3 separate regions of the Mus musculus genome follow, and regions 1 and 3 are each linked to region 2. A link is a contact called in public HiChIP or PLAC-seq data. All regions are on one chromosome and are shown on one strand. The core of a region is the stretch at or near the end of the contact, and the rest is flanking DNA. Distances in the headings are between cores, read along the strand shown. Region 1 overlaps Tprg (transformation related protein 63 regulated). Region 2 has its middle 99 kb from the start of Trp63. Region 3 has its middle 150 kb from the start of Tprg.

Region 1 (2,700 bases), core at 197-2,696, 210 kb before region 2:
ACCTAACTTTGTTTCCTCTTCATTAATTTAAACCCATCAAGTCCAATTTGCATTGCCATGTAGTCCTGGAAATGTGACTTTCCAGGGGACTGTGGTTGACCCACCAGGGGTTACAGCCTCAAAGAAAACTGTTTCATTACTTCTCTACATTATTGACCTATAAATCCTTTTCTCCCAATCATAATATTTGTGTCAGAAAAATTCTGGAGATAGAGGGACCCATAGAGACTATATAAGACCCAGAAGGGCAAAGCAACTTAGGTAAAATTACAGTTACAGAGACATAAACAACTGTGGGGCCCTGACTACTCAGGAAAACTCAGGCTTGGATCACAAAGCAAAGTGGCTTCACATACTGACTCTTATTTCTTGTCAGCCAATTCTCATCAGTAAAGACGGAAATTAATAACAGCATTTCAGGGATGTTGGTCAGTGTAAGCAGGTACTCTATTGGAAAGCCTAGTGGTTTGCTCATATGCAGTCTCTTGAATTTGGTTTGGACTCTTGGTGAGATCATGTGTTTTACAGTTTACAGCACAGTTAACCCTCCCCACCTGGTACAAGAGTACAACTCAGCCCTTGGTGGGAAAACAGTGCAAACAGTCCCTTCAGAATGTCTTCACGTCATAGGCTAACCAAGTTATAGCATGCTTTTCCCATATGTAGTTTAAGCATCTATTATTATGTTTGGGATATGCTTTGGCTTGTATTGCCAAACCTGTATAATTAAGTGTTATATTATAGTGGGCTCCACAGCATTGGGCAACGAAATGAATTCTGGCCTTGTAATCAGCTGAATTTTGTGCCAACTCTACAAGGCACTAGCTCTGTGATTGTACACGAATTTCCTTTCGAATCCATAAAGTGACAGTTCAAAAAAAAGAAAAAGGGGATATGACCGATTTTCAGATCTCATTTGCGGGGATTTTCTTCTGGGAATGCATCGGAGACTCCTACTGTCTGTGTAAGGTTTCATGTTGACTGCTGAGATCACTCTTCTAATCAAATCCGCTCAATCGTGGATGATTAAGATGATTTCCCAACCGCAGACCTCTCCTGCTCAAAGTTCTCTCTTTAAATTTACTGCCAGAGCTCAGTGGAGTTCAGTAGCCAGCTCAGATGCTGACAGACCTGGGAGACAGTACCGCCTCCTACAGGAAGGTGGCGCGAGAGACTCTTCTCATAGATCAACCAGGAGGCTAATGGCCTGGAATGGAATACTCACAGAATCAGTAAACTGGTGACCATTCAAAGCAGACTTCCCTTTTCGGGCATCCGGACTGTTAGTTGTCCAGCCTCAGAGGACTTCTGGTAAAACAGAATTGACTTGGGGAAGACTTTGCTTGTCATGATTTTCCCTGAGTGAAGTGGAAGTCAGCTTCTCTAAGAGTCGCCCTCCTCCCCCTTCTCTTCCTTATCTCCATGGAGTTAGGAGTCAGCCCATTAATTCAGTATCTATTCAGTTCTTGCAGTGTGCCAAGCATGCCAGAGCTGAGCTCTGGGGAGCAATGTGTGAAGTATTCGTTTTTCCGGGGCAAACGGTGAGATTGGAGAAGTATTAAGTATACGGCGTGTGGCAAATGCTGATACTTGTGACCCAGGTGGCACAGAAGGAGTGAAGGGGGCTCACTCAGAGGAGGCTACAGGAAGGATTCTCCAAAGATCCAGAATTTGAAAAATGTTCACTCTCTCCTTCATTTCAGTCCTCCTTGAGCTGATTATCCTGGTAGACAGTGACAAAGAGCACATTCTGGGGGGGGGGGGGGGGGGTCACACGAAGACTGGGGACACGAGTTCTCAACCCAGGCTTATTACTATTGTCCCTGCACAAAGATGGATGGAGGAGACGATCGGAATAGGTTGTTCAGTCCTTGCTGTCTAATTGGTCTCCGTCTCTCTTTCTTTTCCCCACTGATTAGCCTAGAAAAAAAAATCGCTATCTTTCCTAAGTGTTGGCTTTCTTAAAGTTCAGTGTACCCCATCTTCCATGACATAGACCTTTATTGGGGGGCCCTTAGCTTGTGGTTGAAATGTTCACAGTTCTTAACTGGAAAACACTGTTGAGAAAAGCCACAAAAATTGTGAACGTGCCCAGGCATATTGGAAGCTGCCCCCAAGGTCTTTCCATTGACCAGCACAAAGACTATGACGAAGGTGCTGTCTGCCCACTCCTATGTGGAAATCGTGTTGTGTTTGTCTAGAAGCCAGAAGGAAAAAAAATATATGTTGAAAATGGCCTGATGACAGCCTATTTTGAGATACAGATGCCTTGCTACTTCAAATCCTTTCTTGCAAAAATTCTTATAGTTGAAAGGTTTTCATTGGTCTGAAGTCCAAGGAAATGAGCGTCCTTCCTTATCTAATTTAGCTAGACTGACAGTTTGCCTGTAGCTATTGGGAAACAGAGGGCTACTCACAGCCATTGGAGTGAAACCTCTGGGATATGGGATACAGTTCCTAAGTTTGGCCACAGAAATGATTTTTTTCTTTAAAAATGCCCCAGAATGTAATTATATGTCTTTAAACTGGATGCATTTCCAGATCAACATCACTGTGGACTTGGGGTGGGCAGTTCTATATTTATAGAAGTTAAGCTTTGTGAGACTGATCTTTTTTTATTTTTTAGAGGTTCTCATGTGTAAAATATAGAAGGTGTTCTTCATTGAGGCATGGAACCTGATAGTATCACGCAGACTTCAC
Region 2 (2,700 bases), core at 89-2,588:
GGAAAGGTTCTATACCTAAATACAACTCAGTAGTCATATTTCACTATGCAAATATAAAAACCCCACCCCTGCTTCTCTAGAAAAGCCTGATGGCACTGACAGGAAACTTCTCCCAAAGCAAAGAAGGAAGCCTCTGTACCAAAGCCAAGTGAAGGTCATTGAAACCCAAGAAAACAGCTCTAGAAGGGCATTCAAACCCACCCCCCCCTCGACCCACAGAAGATCCACACATTACATACTTACTTTCTCGTTGCCCAAGACACTGCCACTCCAGAAGCATTCCTCTACAAGCATTCTCCCAAGAGAAACAAGTTTGCCCATTGTACCATCATTCAAGTTCCCAGTGACCTCCAAGTCAGCCAAGAAGCAGATAGAAGATGACATATTTGTGTCTAGTATGGATGCCAAACCCAACAAACACCAGATCAGACAGGGTTTGAAGAAATTCAATGACATTGATATGGTCAACTCAATCTGTTCATGTCTGATGGAAAGAGGGGGGCTGTATTTCAGCTGACTCCTGATTATGATGCTTTGTACGTTGACAACAAAATTTGGATCATCTAAACTGAGTCCAGCTGGCTACTTTTAAACATACATGCTTCATTGAAAAAAACAAAACCAAGCAAACAAACAAACAAAATATAGAAATTGAAGTAGTGGAATGTGAAGTCACCAAGATTTAAAAACTGTACATATCATATCCATAATCAACTTATGGTGAATCTTATTTTCCTAAAGGGCAGCTACTATCTTACGAGAAGCTTCTGTGTAAATAGCCCTTCTTGAAGAAAGGAGCCACATGCACTGTTCTTGCTTATAAATAACCCAGAGACTATGTTCCCAAACTCTGCTAATCAAAGCAATAAGGAAAGAGTTCTCAATCTTCATTCCAGGAGTGACTTGGACTCAATGTTCTTGAGAAAGAAAAGTAGATTCTCGCCTGCAGGCTCTTGTGTTTAACCCAGCTGCAGGGGAGCACGTGCAGATTTGAACTGCCCCACCCAGACTGGAGCAGCCAAGCTCCCTCAGAGCTCATACTTTGCAAGGAACGCTTCTGGGGGAAATCCTACAGAGCATAGCTTGGGCCCAAATAGTCCTACTAAGCTTCTGGCTATTCATTTGGGCACAGATGAAAATGTGCTCTGATGGTACAGGGAAGATTCCCGTGTTGGTCGTTAAACCCAAGCCACCCACGGATTTGAGGAAATATACATGATTATATAGTTTCATACTGAGCACTGAGATTTTTGAAATCCAGTTGCTTTGAGCCCCGTGATCTGCAGAAAGCAAACCCAGTCTTCTTCATGTCCCTGGGAGCACGAGTGCGGGTGTTTGCTTTGCATTAGCATGTCAAGCTGTGCATACCTTTCTGAGGCGAGGTCTGGGTGTAATGGGGTGTGTCCCGGAGGAAGTCAACGTTCAGAGATTTATTTTTTTTTGTGTGTGAGCTATTCACTTTAATTATACCCATGCTGTTCGCTCGCTTTTTATTATTACTCTTATTCACTTTCATATCCCCTTCCCTTGGCTAAACACACAGAAAAGATTCATTTATTATGTGAAGAGACTCAAATTTATGGAGCCCTTTTAGTTTGCAAGGAGGCTGGAGACTCCATTGTGAAAGCAGTGTCGCGATTCTCAGGGAACATGGGCTCTGATCTTGCCTCCAGCTCCGGACAAAGGCACCAAAGCAATGTTCAGGCACTAAAAACACATGCCACTGACTTGAGTGGTGGCAGATAAACCACGGCAGAAGAGGGGAGCTGGAGGCAGGCGCAAGACCAGAGGAATGTGACTAGCAGTGCATATGTCTCTGTTCAGTTCTAAATTGTTAAGCAGAATGACAGCACATGCATTGACATCCCGAGAACAGCAGCTGTCAAAACTGTCAGACAGCACGAGATTGATTCCCTTCAATTACTTGTTGAACCAAGAAGTTAGAGAGATGGCAAAGCTCCACGAGGTCATCTAACTTAAGTTTTTCTGCCTGGGAAAATTGCTTTGTCAAAAATCAATGTGTGAGGGCAAACTAGAGCTTTATTGTTATTTTGAGCTGACATAAAAGGTATGGTGGATCAGTATTCATCCATTCAACCCATCCTTTCACCAATTTGCCAATAGTCTTCCTACCCTGCACTCACTCCATGTCAGACTCTTTATGTCCTTAGGATACACAGATGCACTTAAGCACTAAATGATGGATACCGTCACTGGATAGCTATGTGCTGGGGTCTGATATGAAGCAATAGAAAGATGGCCACGACTCACAGGGTTGAAAGCAGACACTATGCCCAAAGATAAAGCTACTGCATCTTAAAAGATGAGCAAGGAGATGTTTCCAGTTCCTTTCTCAGACAATTGTTGCCCTCTTGTTGCCTTTAAACCAGTGCAGAGTTGCTAGCATCTCCCTCTCATTTTCCAGAGATAGAGCAACCCTGGAGAAGTAACCCAGCTTCGTCACAGCTACATAAGAAACCTGAGAATTTGTACATTTTAAATTTTCACACTTTCACTAAATCTAGAGAGAGTGGTGTAATCTACAGCTATATTCAGACAAGAGAGGGACCAGCAGAAGCCTTGACTTCAGGCACCACACAGCAAGATCCGCACCTTGACAGCCTTCCAGGTTTTAATCATGCTTTTTGAAGAACTGTAACATCTTTGAGTTGTTTTACTTGGTACGTGATTAAAATATTC
Region 3 (2,706 bases), core at 37-2,536, 140 kb before region 2:
AACCAGACCCAGAAAGACAAACATAGCATGCTCCTTTTCATATGTGTATGATCGCTTCAAATATTTAGATATATGAGAATAAATTGTAATAGAACATTTTGGGATACTAGAAGGATCCAAAGTTCTTCATTCTGTGTTGCCCGATACAGGGACTAGTAATCATGAAATATGGCAGGTTTAGATTTAGAAATTAAAATTATTATGTTGTAATTAATTTAAATAGACAAAACTGCTTATGTCTAGAGGTCATCAGAGTGAGCAGGATAGGTGTGAAGAAAGGAAGGGTAATGAGACCCTGAATGCTATCAATGAAGAGGGATTGCAGCATCTCTGATCATTTCTGGGAATGTTTAAGAAGATACAAGCATTTTTGAATTGCATGTTTTTGCCATATTTCATTCCATATTTAAGAAAAACAAATGCTAAGAAGAATTTGAGTTCAAAACCCCCAACTTTTCCACCCAAATCTGCTTTCAAGTCAGTATGTCATTAGAAAAGTTATTTTTCTTGTTCTTTTGTTTACATTAATAGCTGAAGCAGAAGTACAATACGATTTCTATGCATGCATTCATTCATATCAGATGTCATTTGTTGATTTACTCTCTGGGAGAATGCCTTAGTTTGTCTACATCTTAACTACATCCACCCCTTTCTCTTTTTATTTTTAGGTGTGTTTATATTCATTATAATGATATAATATGCTTTTATTTCTGTTTTTATCAACTTTATTTGCTATCATTTCCCTCGCTATAGAGATCCATCCCAGGGACATTAAATTAGAGTTTATCCTGTCCTGTTTACTTTTTGCCTTTTGGTTAGACATGTATTCACTCTTATGTTACCCAGACCATAAAGTGCTCCCTTGTGTTCTGAAGTTATGGTGTTTCCAGATTCTTTTAGAGTCTCTAAGTTTAAACCTGCCTGTGGAAGGAGGCAGGTGAGCATGGAATCATCTGCTCATTTTCTTTAGTTTTTTCTTATTTTCTATTATTATTATTATTATTATTATTGGTGGTGGTGGTGGTGGTGGTGGTGGTGGTATAAGGTGGTTCTCATCTTCTTGCCTGTGTAAAATTTGCTGTGTTTCTAAGATTTAGAACACATTTCGTTTTACTGTCAGTCTCCCAAAGATTCATGTTACCAACATGTCTTTCTTTTTTCAGTTGAAGGAAGCAGGATGCTGAGGAACAGGATAAACTGACCAAGGTCATATAAAGGAGGTGCTATAAAGCTGAGTCACTTCTATGTTATGATGACAAATTCCACAGATATGGTTTCAGTACGATTTTCTTAACCATTCAACTTTGCAAAAATGCTATGGGTTAGGTTTCTTATTTCATATTTACAATCCACACTGTGTGTTGCAGCAGAGAAATTTGAAGCTTGTGTGCTGTGACCACAGTTTCTTTCAAGGAACTCTAAAAATGCCTCCAAGGCATTAGGGTGCTTCATGAACCAAAGCTGACAAATGCTTTGCTACGGGTAAGGAACTATCTGACATTAAGCTAACATTTACCAAGCACTTATGTGCTGGCATCTGAGCTAGAATATTTCCTATGCATTATCTTGTTTTTATTCTCCCAACAACTCTCTAAATAGAATTAAATAGCTCAAGTTTCAATAATTCACCACTGTGATTGGGCTATGTCTTTCTTTAAAATGAGAGAGAATAATTTGAACATCAAACACACCCAAAGATAAAATGAATTTGGCAAAAGTAAAATGAGATTATGTAGGTAGTTTGGGTTTTGTGGGTATAGGCAGTATAGAAACATAGCTTGGTGAGCAATGTGTTTAGGCTGTGCTCCTGAAACCAGCAGTTAAATTCAACCAGGTGGACTGGTGTTAGGGAATGTTGCTCCTGTATAAATATGAAAAGATTCCCAGTGCTTTCTAAAATCACCAAGCTCCAAGGAAGACAGTGTTAGAGCACCTGAGTATGGGCTGCAAATACTTACAGCTCACATGGAAGCTTCCTGCCATTCCTAGACATTAATGTCTGTGGTCAAGCTCCCAATGGTTCAAACACGCTCACTTTTGACTATGGAATGGGCGATCATGTATTCACATGATATTTTTAAGAATAGAATTATCTTTCAAAAATAAGCATTTCCAGTTTTTAAAAGGAAGATTTATTTGTCAAGTTTCACTTAGTAGAATACATCTAAATGAAATTCACAATACAAGGTAAGGTTTAAATCAAAGCCTCAGAATTCCATACAAACAGCATGACCAAACTCCTAAAGTATTGGTGTCATGACTCAAAATTGTCCTGGATTTAAAAAACAAAAACAAAAACAAAACTGAAAAGTATACACTCACATACTGTACAGAATATGAAACCAAAAATCTAGAATTAACAAACAAGCCAGATGTTGTCACTTTGAATCAAAGACACAGCTCCTGTATTTGATTTTTACAGAAAAGCATGTTTTTTTAACATGTACCCCAAGTTTTCAGTGTATTGTGGTGTAAGAGCAACAACATCCAGTGTAAGTGAAACTGCTTTAAACTGAAGCATGCTTACAGCTTGAGTATACTCCTCCAACAGAAGTAACTTGAGGAAAGTTGAAAGTGGAGATGACAACACTGAACTTGTTAGCATATCCTAGAGGAATATTTTCAGAGATCGAAATTACTGAGCTTAAAGTTTGAAAACAATTATAACTTTCAGTTTATAGTAAGCACGAATCTCAAGCTTGTAAT

Evidence for each region. HiChIP or PLAC-seq counts read pairs in DNA pulled down with a chosen protein or histone mark.
Region 1: a contact with region 2 is called in an HNF4G HiChIP or PLAC-seq map of pancreatic cancer cells. The contact joins two enhancer-like sites. A contact is called at or near these places in 1 of 39 promoter capture datasets (hippocampal neurons), 3 of 15 datasets of contacts at CTCF or cohesin (the NIH/3T3 cell line and pro-B cells), 20 of 484 Hi-C or Micro-C datasets (the C2C12 cell line, adipose-derived mesenchymal stem cells, bone marrow-derived dendritic cells and 13 more), 5 of 115 datasets of contacts at active chromatin or transcription factors (a colorectal cancer cell line, embryonic fibroblasts, embryonic stem cells and 2 more) and 1 of 9 other capture datasets (embryonic stem cells).
Region 3: a contact with region 2 is called in a FOXA1 HiChIP or PLAC-seq map of pancreatic cancer cells. The contact joins two enhancer-like sites. A contact is called at or near these places in 1 of 15 datasets of contacts at CTCF or cohesin (the NIH/3T3 cell line), 1 of 484 Hi-C or Micro-C datasets (myocytes) and 1 of 115 datasets of contacts at active chromatin or transcription factors (pancreatic cancer cells).

Annotation. Positions count from the first base shown.
Region 1 is chr16:25,375,720-25,378,419 of GRCm38.p6, forward strand. The region is part of intron 4 of Tprg (transformation related protein 63 regulated); the gene reads left to right. Among named protein-coding and RNA genes, the nearest start is that of Tprg, 90 kb to the left of the region's middle. Within about 2 kb of position 1,447, at least 33 of the 459 cell types and tissues checked have an H3K27ac peak or open chromatin away from gene starts, as enhancers often do. A contact at or near this core is called in a colorectal cancer cell line, embryonic stem cells and pancreatic cancer cells, where this site is marked.
Region 2 is chr16:25,583,528-25,586,227 of GRCm38.p6, forward strand. No RefSeq gene overlaps it. Among named protein-coding and RNA genes, the nearest start is that of Trp63, 99 kb to the right of the region's middle. Within about 2 kb of position 1,339, at least 37 of the 459 cell types and tissues checked have an H3K27ac peak or open chromatin away from gene starts, as enhancers often do. A contact at or near this core is called in a colorectal cancer cell line, embryonic stem cells and pancreatic cancer cells, where this site is marked.
Region 3 is chr16:25,438,900-25,441,605 of GRCm38.p6, forward strand. No RefSeq gene overlaps it. Among named protein-coding and RNA genes, the nearest start is that of Tprg, 150 kb to the left of the region's middle. Within about 2 kb of position 1,287, at least 27 of the 459 cell types and tissues checked have an H3K27ac peak or open chromatin away from gene starts, as enhancers often do. A contact at or near this core is called in pancreatic cancer cells, where this site is marked.